Regions from separate parts of the Sus scrofa genome. Here region 2 is linked to region 1. Evidence: chromatin contacts called from public Hi-C data. All regions are on one chromosome and are shown on one strand. The core of a region is the stretch at or near the end of the contact, and the rest is flanking DNA. Distances in the headings are between cores, read along the strand shown.

The links. A called contact is a pair of places that touch in the nucleus more often than the background predicts.
Region 2: a contact with region 1 is called in a Hi-C map of subcutaneous adipose tissue, with 2.2 times the contacts expected there. The contact joins the enhancer-like site here to the promoter of UGDH in region 1. A contact is called at or near these places in 2 of 5 promoter capture datasets (fetal liver and liver), 3 of 47 Hi-C or Micro-C datasets (fibroblasts, liver and subcutaneous adipose tissue) and 1 of 2 datasets of contacts at active chromatin or transcription factors (skeletal muscle).

Annotation. Positions count from the first base shown.
Region 1 is chr8:30,756,948-30,763,324 of Sscrofa11.1, reverse strand. UGDH (UDP-glucose 6-dehydrogenase) reads left to right here and starts at 3,966. Exons shown (of 12, transcript XM_003356899.5): 1 at 3,966-4,297. It overlaps LOC110262078 (a long non-coding RNA gene), which reads left to right and starts at 3,680. Exons shown (of 1, transcript XR_002346605.1): 1 at 3,680-4,192.
Region 2 is chr8:30,864,275-30,870,651 of Sscrofa11.1, reverse strand. No RefSeq gene overlaps it. Among named protein-coding and RNA genes, the nearest start is that of UBE2K, 21 kb to the left of the region's middle. Within about 2 kb of position 3,036, at least 4 of the 83 cell types and tissues checked have an H3K27ac peak or open chromatin away from gene starts, as enhancers often do. A contact at or near this core is called in fetal liver, liver and subcutaneous adipose tissue, where this site is marked.

The DNA.
Region 1 (6,377 bases), core at 2,717-5,216:
CCTCATTCCTTGAAGAATTTAAGCACTGGACTTCCTGCCTGTCTTTTTAAAACTCTCCCTGTGGGGATTCTTGGTGATAGCAATGTCCAAGTAGACAATCTTTTGAATATTCAGTCCCCTAACCTCTCCTCTAATAATTTGTTTTTCATACAACTACAGCCATCCACTCCCACTGGCAAACCCTGGACCTGTAATTTTTAACTTTATTTTTTGTATATTCCTAAAAGAATTGTGAAAAAAGTGACATACTATTATCTTAAACATCTTTTTTCCTTTTAGAAGCGCAAAGCCAAGCCACCTGGGAACTCCCCAGATCATCTCTTTAATCTGTTCATTATTCTAAATTTCCGTGGCTACTGCCCTGGACATGCTGCTTCTAATTCTTGATGACTGTAATGAGCTCTGAATTGTTCTCCATCCATTTACCCTTTTTATCCCTCTAACCATCCTCTTTGTTCTTCCTATTTAATGCCTATATTCCATTAGGAGCTCAGTTACCAACACTTGAGGACGCATCCCTGACCTGTACTATGTTAGGTACTTGTATTCCCACAAGCCTATGCATCTCTCCTTAATAAAGTTGTAATTTTACATGTATCTGTGTGGTGTTTGATGTTTACCCATAGACAATAAAACTGAAGAAGGCAGGGAATGTATCATTCTTTTTTTTTTTTCTTTCTTTCTTTTTAGGGCCACACCCATGGCATATGGAGGTTCCCAGGCTAGGGGTCAAATCAGAGCTACAGCTGCCCGCCTACGCCACAGCCACAGCAATGCCGGATCCCGAACCCACTGAGCGAGGCCAGGGATCAAATCCGAAACCTCATGGTTCCTAGTCAGATTCATTTCCTCTCTGTCACAACAGGAACTCCTGGAATGTATCATTCTTTACTCACAATTATACTCCTAGTTACTACCACAGTCTTATCACATAGTAAACACTTGGAGGAAATTCTTAATGAATAACTGAATCAGTAGTTTCCAAATTTTAGGAGGAACCCATTTATAAATTGAAATCCTACATGACATGTTCATATATAACAGCAGATAAAAGTAGAGCCACTTTGATGTGGAGGAGAAGGAAGTAAGAAACACAAAGCCCAGTGTGTTTTAATCTCCCACTCCTTCTCTTTCTCAGACTCTGACACACCACTAGGGAAATTTAAAGCTCCATGAAACATAATCTGAAATAACTGGCATACATCAAGCAGTTCCCAAACTTTTTGTTCTCAGAATCCCTTTACACTTGGAGGTCTTTTCAGGGCTCAGCGGTTAATGACTAGGATCTATGAGGATGCAGGTTCGATCCCTGGCCTAGCTCAGTGGGTTAAGGATCCGGCCTTGCCACGAGCTGTGGTGTAGGTCGCAGACGTGGCTCGGATCTGGCGTTGCTGTGGCTGTGGTGTAGGCCGGTGGCTACAGCTCCGATTAGACCCCTAGCCAGGGAACCTCCATATGCCACGGGTGCAGCCCTGAAGAGACAAAAGACAGAAAAAAAAAAGAAAAAGAAAAAGAATACACTAATTCCTTAAAAATAACTATAATAAATCATTACATGTTAATATAAATAGCATATTTTATGAAAAATTACTTCTAAGCCGAAAATTAGCAAGAGGATTGGCATTGCTTTACATTTTTGTAAATCTATGGTATCTGCATTGACCTGTTGTAACATTACATGTCATACAGCCTTTGGAGAATTCCATTGTATGCTTGTGAGAATGAGTGAAAATAGTGACATACTAGTATTATCATAAAAATGTTTTAACCTTCTGGATCCCCCCGAAAGGATCTCAGAGACTGTCAGCACATTTTGAGAAAAGTTGTCCTATATCCAAAGGTCCATTCTAGATAATATTGATATTCTGATTTAATGTCTGAGATCCTGTTGACTGTTTTGAAGATTATGATTATTATCAAAATACAAAGAATATGAGGCAAACACTAGGTAGAAAAATGTCAATTCCAAGATAAAGGGAAGAGGGACAACATTGTAAATGAACGGTTTCAATAAAATTTTTAAAAATGAAAAAAGATAAAGGGAAGAATAATAGAAAAGTAGCTTTTATTAGAAAGTCAATTATAATAGGAAACTTAAACCTATGCATATACCAAGTCCAAAAAGATACATCTGTTATAGCATTTGCCACATGAACTGCAATCACTTGTTCATTTTTCCCTCCCACTAGCCCATAAGCTTTGTCTTTTATTATTATTATTTTTTTTTTATTAAGGGCCGAACCCGAGGCATATGGAGGTTCCCAGGGTAGGGGTCAAATCAGAGCTGTAGCTGCTGGCCTACGCTGTGCTCCTGGCAATGCCGGGATCCTTAACCCACTGAGCGAGGCCAGGGATTGAACCTGAATCCTCATGGATGGTAGAAAGGTACATTTCCACTGAGCCACGGCGGGAACTCCCTAGCCTGTCAGCTTTGGAAAAAGGAATCGGTTTTTCATCTTTGGTCTCTAGGGTACTGTTTAACACAATAGGCACTAAATACTTATTGGATGAATTAATTTAACTGCATAGAATGTACAATGCCTACATATCTCATCACATTTTCTACAATCCACAACAAACTCTGCTCAATCAACATTCCAAATAGGGTATTTTAATACTCCTTTATATACTGATAACCACTTTCCTCATGACATTTTTCAAAATGGTATTTGACTTTGACTGTATATCACTTGATGTAATTTTTTTTTTTTGCCCCTGCCCGGGGCCTGTGGAAGTTCCAGGGCCAGGAATGGAACCTGGGTCACAGCAGCGACCCCAGCTGCTGCAGTGATAACGCTGCTGATTCCTTAAACCACTGTACCACAGGGAACTCTGATATAATTTCTAATTTAATGAGAGGGGGAAAAAGTCATGATTTTTAAAATTTATTTATTCTTATAATGATTTTTATTTTTTCTATTATAGTTGGTTTACAGTGTTCTGCCTTTTTTTACATTTGAGGTTTAAAATGACCTTGGAGTGGGGAAACAGGAACAGAACTGTTTTCATTAAAAGTGGGAGGCTCCATCAAGAGTTCTTTTATGGAACAGTGGGGTTAAGTACCAAGAGTTATCACTGCAGCAGCTTGGGCCACTGCTGTGGCGCAGCTTCCATCCTTGGCCAGGGAACTTACACATGCCCCAGCCGCCGCCCCATCTCCCCCCCAAAAGTGGGAGGCTCCATGCGTCAATTTTACTCTTCCTCATACGCGACATTTCTATCTTCCATGCTCTCCGCTATATATCATGCACAGACAGCTCAAATCCCGAATTGGCAGGAGTATCTGGAAAAATGTGCCTGGAGGGCGTGGCTGCCCCGCTTGTCTACCCAAGGATCAGGGCGAGGGTACGAACTGGTCCAGTCATGATCGGATTCAGCATCATCCTTCAGACATGAGGCGCCTCCTTCCCAGAAGGGGCGAGGAGGCCGTAATCTGACGAAACCCTGGGCTGCGAGCCTGGAGGGTGCGGCGGGCCTGGAGGGTGCGGCAGACCCACGAGCCTGTAAAGCGTGGAGATGGAGTAAGCCGCTGGATACGTCTGACCCGCAGGGTCTAGGGGCCCGAAAGACCAGGCCGGCCCGCTAGGCTGATGGGGAGACCGGAAAGGGGGCTGGTCCTTCCGGTCCCCTTGGGCCGCAGCCCGCCCAATACCCCCCCCAGCTCCAGAATATGGCTGACCTGGCGCGCACGCGGCACCATCTCAGTCCCGACAGTGAGCCAGGACAGGCACAATGGGAGAGAAGCGGGGGCCGGAGGGCAAGAGCTGGCCTCAGACTACCCGGGAACTAGAACCTGAGCTAGACTCTCCCGAGGCCGTAGCCCTGGAGCGCCGACCCGCCGCACACGCAGCTCCTCCCAGCGCCGCTCCCGGCAGGGGCGGCGCCGCTGAGTTGGTCCGAGGGGATTTGCCCAGGCTCGGCTGGGGGCGGGGAATGCCCCCCTCCCAGCCCCTACTAGCCACGCCCCGTCCCCCGCCCCTGGGCCCCGCAGGAAATAGGGGTGGGTCCCGGGCCTAACGTGGCGGTAGGGGGAGTAAGGATGCGGCGGAGGGCAGAGTCCGGGAGGGCCTGGCTGCCGGGGAATGAAGCCTCCGCCTTCTCCGGTGGAAGCCTTTAAATACGGGCTCCGGCTGGGCACTCGGGGTGAGGCGTCTGGCAGCCTGAGAGGGGTGTGCGGTGAACAGGGATCAGACCGAGCAGGGCGCGAGTGCTGCAGCTGCGGCTGCGCGGCCCAGAGCGAGGAGCTGTCCGAGCGGTCAAGATAGGAGCGGTCGCCGTGCTTGGTGCTTGGAAGTGGGTAAGCGCCTTTCCCGGGCTGGCCCCACCGCCCGGTGGGGATGTCCCCGGGTCGGGGAGGGGTGTGGAAGGAGCCGGCAGGGTGTGCGTGCTGTTTCCAGTCCCGAGCGTCCAGTGTCACGACCCTCGTCTCTTCTTTTGGGTTCTGGGCGGGAATCGTCTTTTGGATCTGCTGCTCTGGAGGAGGGATATCTTGGGCTTTTTATTTAAGACTCTTGAGTCTTCCAACCGCCTCTTTTTCTGCTTTCTCCTACTTTCCGACGTAAAATAAATGAGATTTCCCTGGCGCCTCTGAAAGCCAAACATCCGCCAAAAAAAAAAGCGGTCCTCTGGTTAGGGACCCCATTTTGGTCTCAGAATCCTAGTCTTTTGTTTGTGTCTATAGTCTGCTCACAGGTTAGGATGCTGCTTTCCTCATGTCACCGGCTGCCCTTCTTAAGAGAGTAAAGAGAAAAAGAACCAGAGTCCTTTCGAGGACGAAATCCTAAGACATTCATATGGGCTGCCCTGGGATCTATTGTTGGCCGCCACACCGTGTAATGGCTTTGTTTCATGTTAGGGAAGGCCTTTCTTGGGATATCAGGTTTGTGTGGGACCTTGAAAAACTGTGTACCTCTTTATATATAGGAAAATAACTGAGTAAGGTCAAGAATTCTGGTATGTAGAAAAGAGGGATTCACTAGTAGTGAACTTTTCAGAGATATACAGAGGAGTAGCTGTTCATTGACTGCTCTCAAAGACACAGTGACTCTTTGAGATTCTTCAAATCCCCTAAGAAATGGGCAACAGTAGTCTGGTCTGTTCCTTGGGAGGTGCAGGGGGCAGTTCTGGAAATGAAAGAGCTTACTGTCTGCTCTGAGATGTGTTTGTCAGTGCCTAGCATCTAGTAAGGTAAGTGGTCGAGAACCCTGATTGAAAGGATGTCTTCATGGAGTTCCCGTCGTGGCGCAGTGGTTAACGAATCCGACTAGGAACCATGAAGTTTCGGGTTCGATCCCTGCCCTTGCTCAGTGGGTTAAAGATCCAGCGTTGCCGTGAGCTGTGGTGTAGGTTGCAGACGCGGCTCAGATCCCGAGTTGCTGTGGCCCTGGTGTAGGCCAGTGGCTACAGCTCCGATTCAACCCCTAGCCTGGGAACCTCCATATGCCATGGGAGTGGCCCAAGAAATAGCAAAAAGACAAAAAAAAAAAAAAAAAAAAAAAGGATGTCTTCTATTGCTGTACTCCTTTCTCTAACATAAAATCTGAAACCAAGAAGCATACTTCATCTTCTCTCTGGCTATATCCACGGCTTTACATGATATTGTTTAGATATAAGGTTAAAAATCTTTCTCACTGATTAAATATTTTTCCCAGGTCAGGCATCTGTTAGTATTTAATTTTTGGAAATGTCTAAGATGATGTGTGAAGTGATGTATCCAGTTATAACATCCACTGCCTTCGCTGCAAGAGTGTACTGAAGAGGGGTGGGGGATGGAGGGATGATTAAGTTTAGATTGTAATAGGACCTTCTCTATTCCTTAGCCACATTTTCCAGATTGAAATATTGATCCAAATTTATAAAATTTTAGATGAAAAGTAGTACAGCCTGGTTTGCTGTAACTTTCTCAAAAATACAGAGGTAAAAACTCATTTCATACTGACTCATTCAATAAGCAAACATTCCCATTTCCCTGACAGCACAGTAGAGGGTCAGAAGATACGTAAGATTAGAAATAGAAAATGGAGTCAGGAGTTCCCTGGTGGCCTAGCAGTTAAGGATCCAGCATTATAATTGCTGTGGCTCAAATCAATGCTGTGGCGCAGGTTTGATCCCTGGCCTGGAAACTTCTGCATGCTGCGGTGCTCCCCCCGCCCCCACCAAAAAAAGGGGGGGGGAGAAAATGGAAATGGAAGACATCTGTGTCAGGCAAAGTATATCACTAATACTATATCAAGCTCCACATCAAAGCTTGTTGAAGATTTTGTTGAAACTTCCAAGTGATACTTTTTTTGGACTTACACAGATGGTACTATAAGCTTATTCAGTGACTTTCCCATTGTCATCTGTGAGCCATACTTCATAAAAAATAGTTAAGCAAG
Region 2 (6,377 bases), core at 1,787-4,286, 110 kb before region 1:
CTATTAAAAGGAGTTCCTACAGTGGTGCAAGGGGTGGCAAAGTCTCTCCAGTACCAGGGCATAGGTTCGATCCCCAGCTGGGCAGTGTGTTAAAGGATTCAATGTTCTGTAACTGTAGGTTGCACCTGAGGCTCGGATCTGATTACTGGCCTGGGAACTCCGTATGCTGCAGGGTACAAAAAGGAAAGAGAAAAAAAAAAAAAATTATACAAGTTCCCCAGTGATTCTGTTGGTTAAGGATCCTGCTGTCACTGCTGTGGCTCAGTTTGCTGCAATGGCAGTTTTTTTTTTTTTTTTTTTTTTTTTTTAATTTTCCCACTGTACAGCAAGGGGGTCAGGTTATCCTTAGATGTATACATTGCAATTACAGTTTTTTCCCCCACCCTTTCTTCTGCTGCAACATGAGTATCTAGACATAGTTCTCAATGCTATTCAGCAGGATCTCCTTGTAAATCTATTCTAGGTTGTGTCTGATAAGCCCAAGCTCCCGATCCCTCCCACTCCCTCCCCCTCCCATCAGGCAACCACAAGTCTCTTCTCCAAGTCCATGATTTTCTTTTCTGAGGAGATGTTCATTTGTGCTGGATATTAGATTCCAGTTATAAGTGATATCATATGGTATTTGTCTTTGTCTTTCTGGCTCATTTCACTCAGGATGAGATTCTCTAGTTCCATCCATGTTGCTGCAAAGGGCATTATGTCATCCTTTTTTATGGCTGAGTAGTATTCCATTGTGTATATATACCACCTCTTCCGAATCGAATCATCTGTCGATGGCCATTTGGATTGTTTCCATGTCCTGGCTATTGTGAATAGTGCTGCAATGAACATGCGGGTGCATGTGTCTCTTTTAAGTAGAGCTTTGTCCGGATAGATGCCCAAGAGTGGGATTGCAGGGTCATATGGAAGTTCTATGTATAGATTTCTAAGGTATCTCCAAACTGTTCTCCATAGTGGCTGTACCAGTTGACATTCCCACCAGCAGTGCAGGAGGGTTCCCTTTTCTCCACAGCCCCTCCAGCACTTATTATTTGTGGATTTATTAATGATGGCCGTTCTGACTGGTGTGAGGTGGTATCTCATGGTAGTTTTGATTTGCATTTCTCTTATAATCAGCGATATTGAGCATTTTTTCATGTGTTTGTTGGTTATCTGTATATCTTCTTTGGAGAAATGTCTATTCAGGTCTTTTGCCCATTTTTCCATTGATTGATTAGGGCTTTTTTGCTGTTGAGTTGTATGAGTTGCTTATATATTCTAGTGATTAAGTCCTTATCAGTTGCATCATTTGAAACTATTTTCTCCCATTCTGTAAGTTGTCTTTTTGTTTTCTTTTTGGTTTCCTTTGCTGTGCAAAAGCTTGCAATGGCAGTTTTGATCCCTGGCCTGTAAATTTTGAATATCGAGGCCAGGAAAAAAAAAAAAAAAAAAAAAAAAAAAAAAAAAAAAAAGAATACATTGGCCTCTCTGAGAGCACTGCTCTTCTCCAAAAGAACATGGCTAATTCTAGGAGAAATAGAGATGACTCAGAAGCAGCAGAACCAAAAAGCACATATCTACCAACCCAATCCTAAAGTGTTACTTTGAGGGATAGAAAGTTTGTGCTAAACTTTTTGTAGCATTTCCTACTCATAATGCCCTCAAGCAACCAGCTTTTGCAATTCTTTCTCTATGGCCTTCTTTTTAGTGGGCTTGGCAATATCATGAATCATATTTTTATTATCTGTCTCCTAACTAGTTGGTGACTGATGGCAGCTGGATGGGCTTTAAATGGAATACAATTTTCTAATTCTTTCATATGTTTGGTCTAAGTGCTATCATCATCTCAACATTAAATAAATGTTTTATGATTCTGGCTTTTAAATCTCTAAAATAGGGATAATAATTCCATTTATGTAATTATTACAAATGGTAGGAAAATTATAAAATTACTTTTACTTTTCAGATGAATTGAAATGGTGCATGTACAAATTGTTATTGCAAACACTAGAAGGCACTATTTCTCTACTGAGGCAGAAAATGACTATACCACAGATTTTTTTTTTTTTCTCCTATCTTAAATTCCTCCTCTTGCCCAATTCCCATTAAAAAACAAAAAAGTGCAGTATGCGAAACTTCAAATTATACATTTCTATGATGTACTAAGCAGGGTAAAGAAAAGGGAAGAGGAGGACTATTGATATAAGGGACAAAACAAAAATAAAAATAAATCCAGTAAAAAGAAGGCAAACAAAAAAGCCTTCAAAAGGTGATAAAGGAGAAGAAAGATAATGAGAAGAAAATGAGGTCAAAGCAAGTTTCTTTTTTTTTCTTTGTGCTCATAGGATTCCTTTATTATCCTTTTTAAAAAAATTTTATTATACTAGATTTACAATGTTCTGTCAATTTCTGCTGTACAGCAAAGTATATACATATGTACACACACACTTTCTTTTTCTCCTATTCCATCATGTTCCATCACACATGGTTGGATATACTTCCCTGTGCTATGCAGCAGGATCTCATTGCTTATCTGCTCCAAATGCAATAGTTTGCATCTACTTGCCCCAAACTCTCAGTCCATCCCATTCCCTCCCCCTCCGCCTTAGAACAAATCTCTTCTCCAAGTCCATGGATTTGTTTCAAAGCAAGTTTCTTTTATCCAGCGTAATATATGGGAGTTATTTTCCATGTCATAGCTCTTTGTCATGTTATACCCAAAAATGTTAATTTATAATTAATCAATGGATCTCTACTAGGTGTGCAATCTTCTCACCCAAGGAATTACTGTGGAAATGCAATTTTTTTTTAAATTTTTTGATAACCTTAACCCACCGATCGAGGCTAGGGATTGAACCGGCGTTCTAATGTATACCAGTCAGGGTTGTTAACCACTGTGCCACGACAGGAACTCTTCTTCTTCACCTTTTAATTCTTGACAGTTAAAGGAATCCAGGAGACAGCACAGAGCTGTCTGGATGCTCAGGATATGATCTAGGTTTAAAGAGGGATCTTGGGAGTTCTCTTGTGGCGCAACAGTTAAGGATCCAGCATTGTCACTTTAGTGGCTTGGCTCACTTCTGTGGTATGGGTTACATTCCTGGCCTGGGGAATTTCTACATGCCTTGGCCTGGCCAAAAAATAGAAAAATAAAGGAGAATCTTGAAGTTGGCTTCTGCTAGTCTTTCTTTCTTTCTTTTTCTTTTCTTTTCTTTTTTTTTTTTTTAATGGCCACACCTGTGGCATATGGAAGTTCCTGGGCCAGGGATTGAATCTGAGCTGCAGGTGCAACCTACATTGCAGGTGGCGGCACCACCAGATCCTTTAACCCCTCCTGTGCCAGGCCAGGGTAGAATGCACACTTTCACAACAACCCGAGCCACTACAGTCGAATTCTTAACTCACTGCTCCACATGTTTGGGAACTCTTCTATTAGTCTATTTTTGAAATCAATGTAGAAAAAGAAACAGGAATTGTAAATTACAGATTTGTCTGAATCAAATATTTTACAAGTAAAGTTCCCTGGTGGCTCAGTGGGTTAAGGATCCAGCATTGTTGCTGCTGTGGCTCTGGTTACTTCTGTATCGTGGGTTGTACCCCTGACCCAGGAGCTTCCGCATGCCATGGACACGGCCAAAAAAATGAAAACCAAAACAAAACAAAATCCAAAAACCTACCACTGAAAACCAGGGCATAATCAATGTAAAGGAGATAAAGTCCATTGGAATGAATCCAGCAGGCCACTGGAAAGGTGATTCCAGAGGACAAAGTGATACAGCTTTGGGAGTCATTGGCATTGACGTTAATTTGAAGACCCACATTTAGGGTGACAGTGTCGAATGAGAAGAACAAAAAAAAACATCGAGAAGCAATTACATTAAAGGATCAGGAGTTCCCATTGTGGCTCAGTGGAAACCAATCTGACTAGTATCCATGAGGACGGAGGTTTGATCCTTGGCCTTGCTCAGTGGGTTAAGGATCCAGTATTTCCACGAGCTGTGGTGTAGGTCACAGGCGATGTTTGGATCTGACGTTGCTGTGCATGTGGCGCAATCATCGGCTACAGCTCTTCAGCCCCCAGCCTGGAAACCTCCACAGGCCATTGGTGCAGCCCTAAAAAAAAAAAAGACCAAAAAAAAATTTTTTTTAATGCTGAGTGATGGGAACCAGAAAAAAAAAGGTGAGGAGTTGTTAGAGAGGCAGCTATTTGCGGAACTAGGGTGGTAAAAGCTTCTCTGTAGCCATAGGAGAAGCAAAGGAGTTTATTTTTCTTTCTTTTTTTTTCTTTTTATGGCTAAGGGTCAAGTTAGAACTACGGGTAAGGCCTACGCCACAGCCAGGGCAACACCAGATCCGAGCCATATCTATGACCCACGCTGGAGCTTGCAGCAACGCCAGATCCTTAACCCACTGGGTGAGGCCAGGGATTGAAGCCACGTACTCAGAGAAAATGCTGGATCTTTAACCCACTGAGCCACAACGGGAACTCCTCATTTGCTTTTTCTTACCTCTCCAGCTCAGAAGTTCTTCATAGGCACATCCCCTGTCATTTACTTCTTTTTTTCTCTCTCAGTGTCCAACAAAGTCTCTTATATATGGAAAATGCTCAGTAATTATCAGTTGATTTTTTTTTTTTTTTTTTTTGGCTGCACCTTCAGCATAAAGTTCCCAAGTCAGGGACTGAACCTGTACCACAGCAGTAACCAGAGCTATAGCACTAGCAATGCTGGATCCTTAGCCTGCTGAGATACCAGGGAACTCCTTGATCTTAAAGTCAAACATTGGTGTAATATTTTTAAAAAATTTTTAAACCAAGAGTTATTTGTGTGATAGTAAAACCACTGGAAGCGTATTTACTAAAAATATAACAAAATTGGTTAAAATGTTAAATTTGCATTTAAAATAATTCTAGGAGTTCCTGTCATGGCTCAGCAGAAACGAATTTGACTAGCATCCATGAGGATGCAGGTTCGATCCCTGGCCTCACTCAGTGGGTTAAGGATCCGGCATTGCCATGAGCTGTGGTGTAGGTTGCAGACACGGCTAGGATCCTGAGTTGCTGTGGCTGTGGTGTAGGCCAGCAGCTACAGCTCTGATTCAGCCCCTATCCTGGGAATCTCCATATGCTGTGGGGGCGGCCCTAAATATCAAAAAAATAAAAATAAAAAATATAAAAAATAAAAAATTCTGCCTTATATAATGTCAATTTACTCGTTCTTTTGTTACTTTTTCTCTTCTCAGAATAGGAGTTTAAATGTGTATATTTTGCGTATAAGGAAGATAAGAACAAAGAACTACCTCTTTATCAGACAGCTCAGCCTCTATTTTAAATTCTTTTATTTTGCATTATCTAATTGTATCATGCAATGCCTTCTCAAAATTTGTGCAGGCAGAGATTGTTTTGCTTTATTGAAGGGAGTGGACATCTGATAAAATCCCAAGCACACTAGGAAGCATAAGGTAAAGACTTTCTGATTTATTGATTCTTTAAGATTCTAGCATCAGGTTAACACAAGCAGTTTAATGGACTGGATGATGTAACAGTCACTGTTACATCACTGTTACTGTTGATGTTACTGGTTAAATGTAACACTGGGTGACGATGCCAACCATGACAACAATGATGATGATGATGGAGAAACTTACAAAAGTGGAAATTTAATTGGTGCTGTGATTCATGTAAAGTATGCACAACTTACAGGGAAAAAAGAGAATAAATTCTCGATTATGAATTCTTCATTTGAAATAATCACTTTTGGGTGATTAAAATCTAGTAAGCTGCTTTATTTTCAGAAAGTCTTTCTCCATTGTTGCCCATAGCCGCTCTGCACAGGTCATGAAATAATAGCCTATAGGTATGAGAGTTTTAGAAAACAGAGATTAAAAGCCCTGGCTCTGAAGTCAAAAAGTTGGAGTGACATTATATTTCTTAGGTTGGAGTGACATTATATTTCTTAGTTTTCTCATCTATAAGAAGGTGATGTTATCTATTGCATTATTATGAGAATTACGCATACCATGAGAACTGGCCCATCAAAAATGCTCAGCTATTGCTGGCTAGTGACTATTAGGTTTTATTTTAGACTGTCCCTGATGACCTATCTACTCTGCTTAAAAGTAATTGGTGGACAGAGTCATCCATAATTTAATGGCAGTTGCTGCTTATGTGATTTCCAGTATTTGGGTGGAGAACTATTTGTCAAAGCCAAGGACTCTGTGTTCCGTTTCTGTGTCATGTTTATTCAGTCATTAAGTAACCACAGTGTCTGTCTTTGACCTTATATTACTCAGTATCTATGATTTAATTGTTGAAAATGATATCTGGTCCCAAATTATGTTTGTAAGTCATGTCAGTCTTCCAGTGGAGAAAGCAGGCCTCCACCCATATAGATCATTCT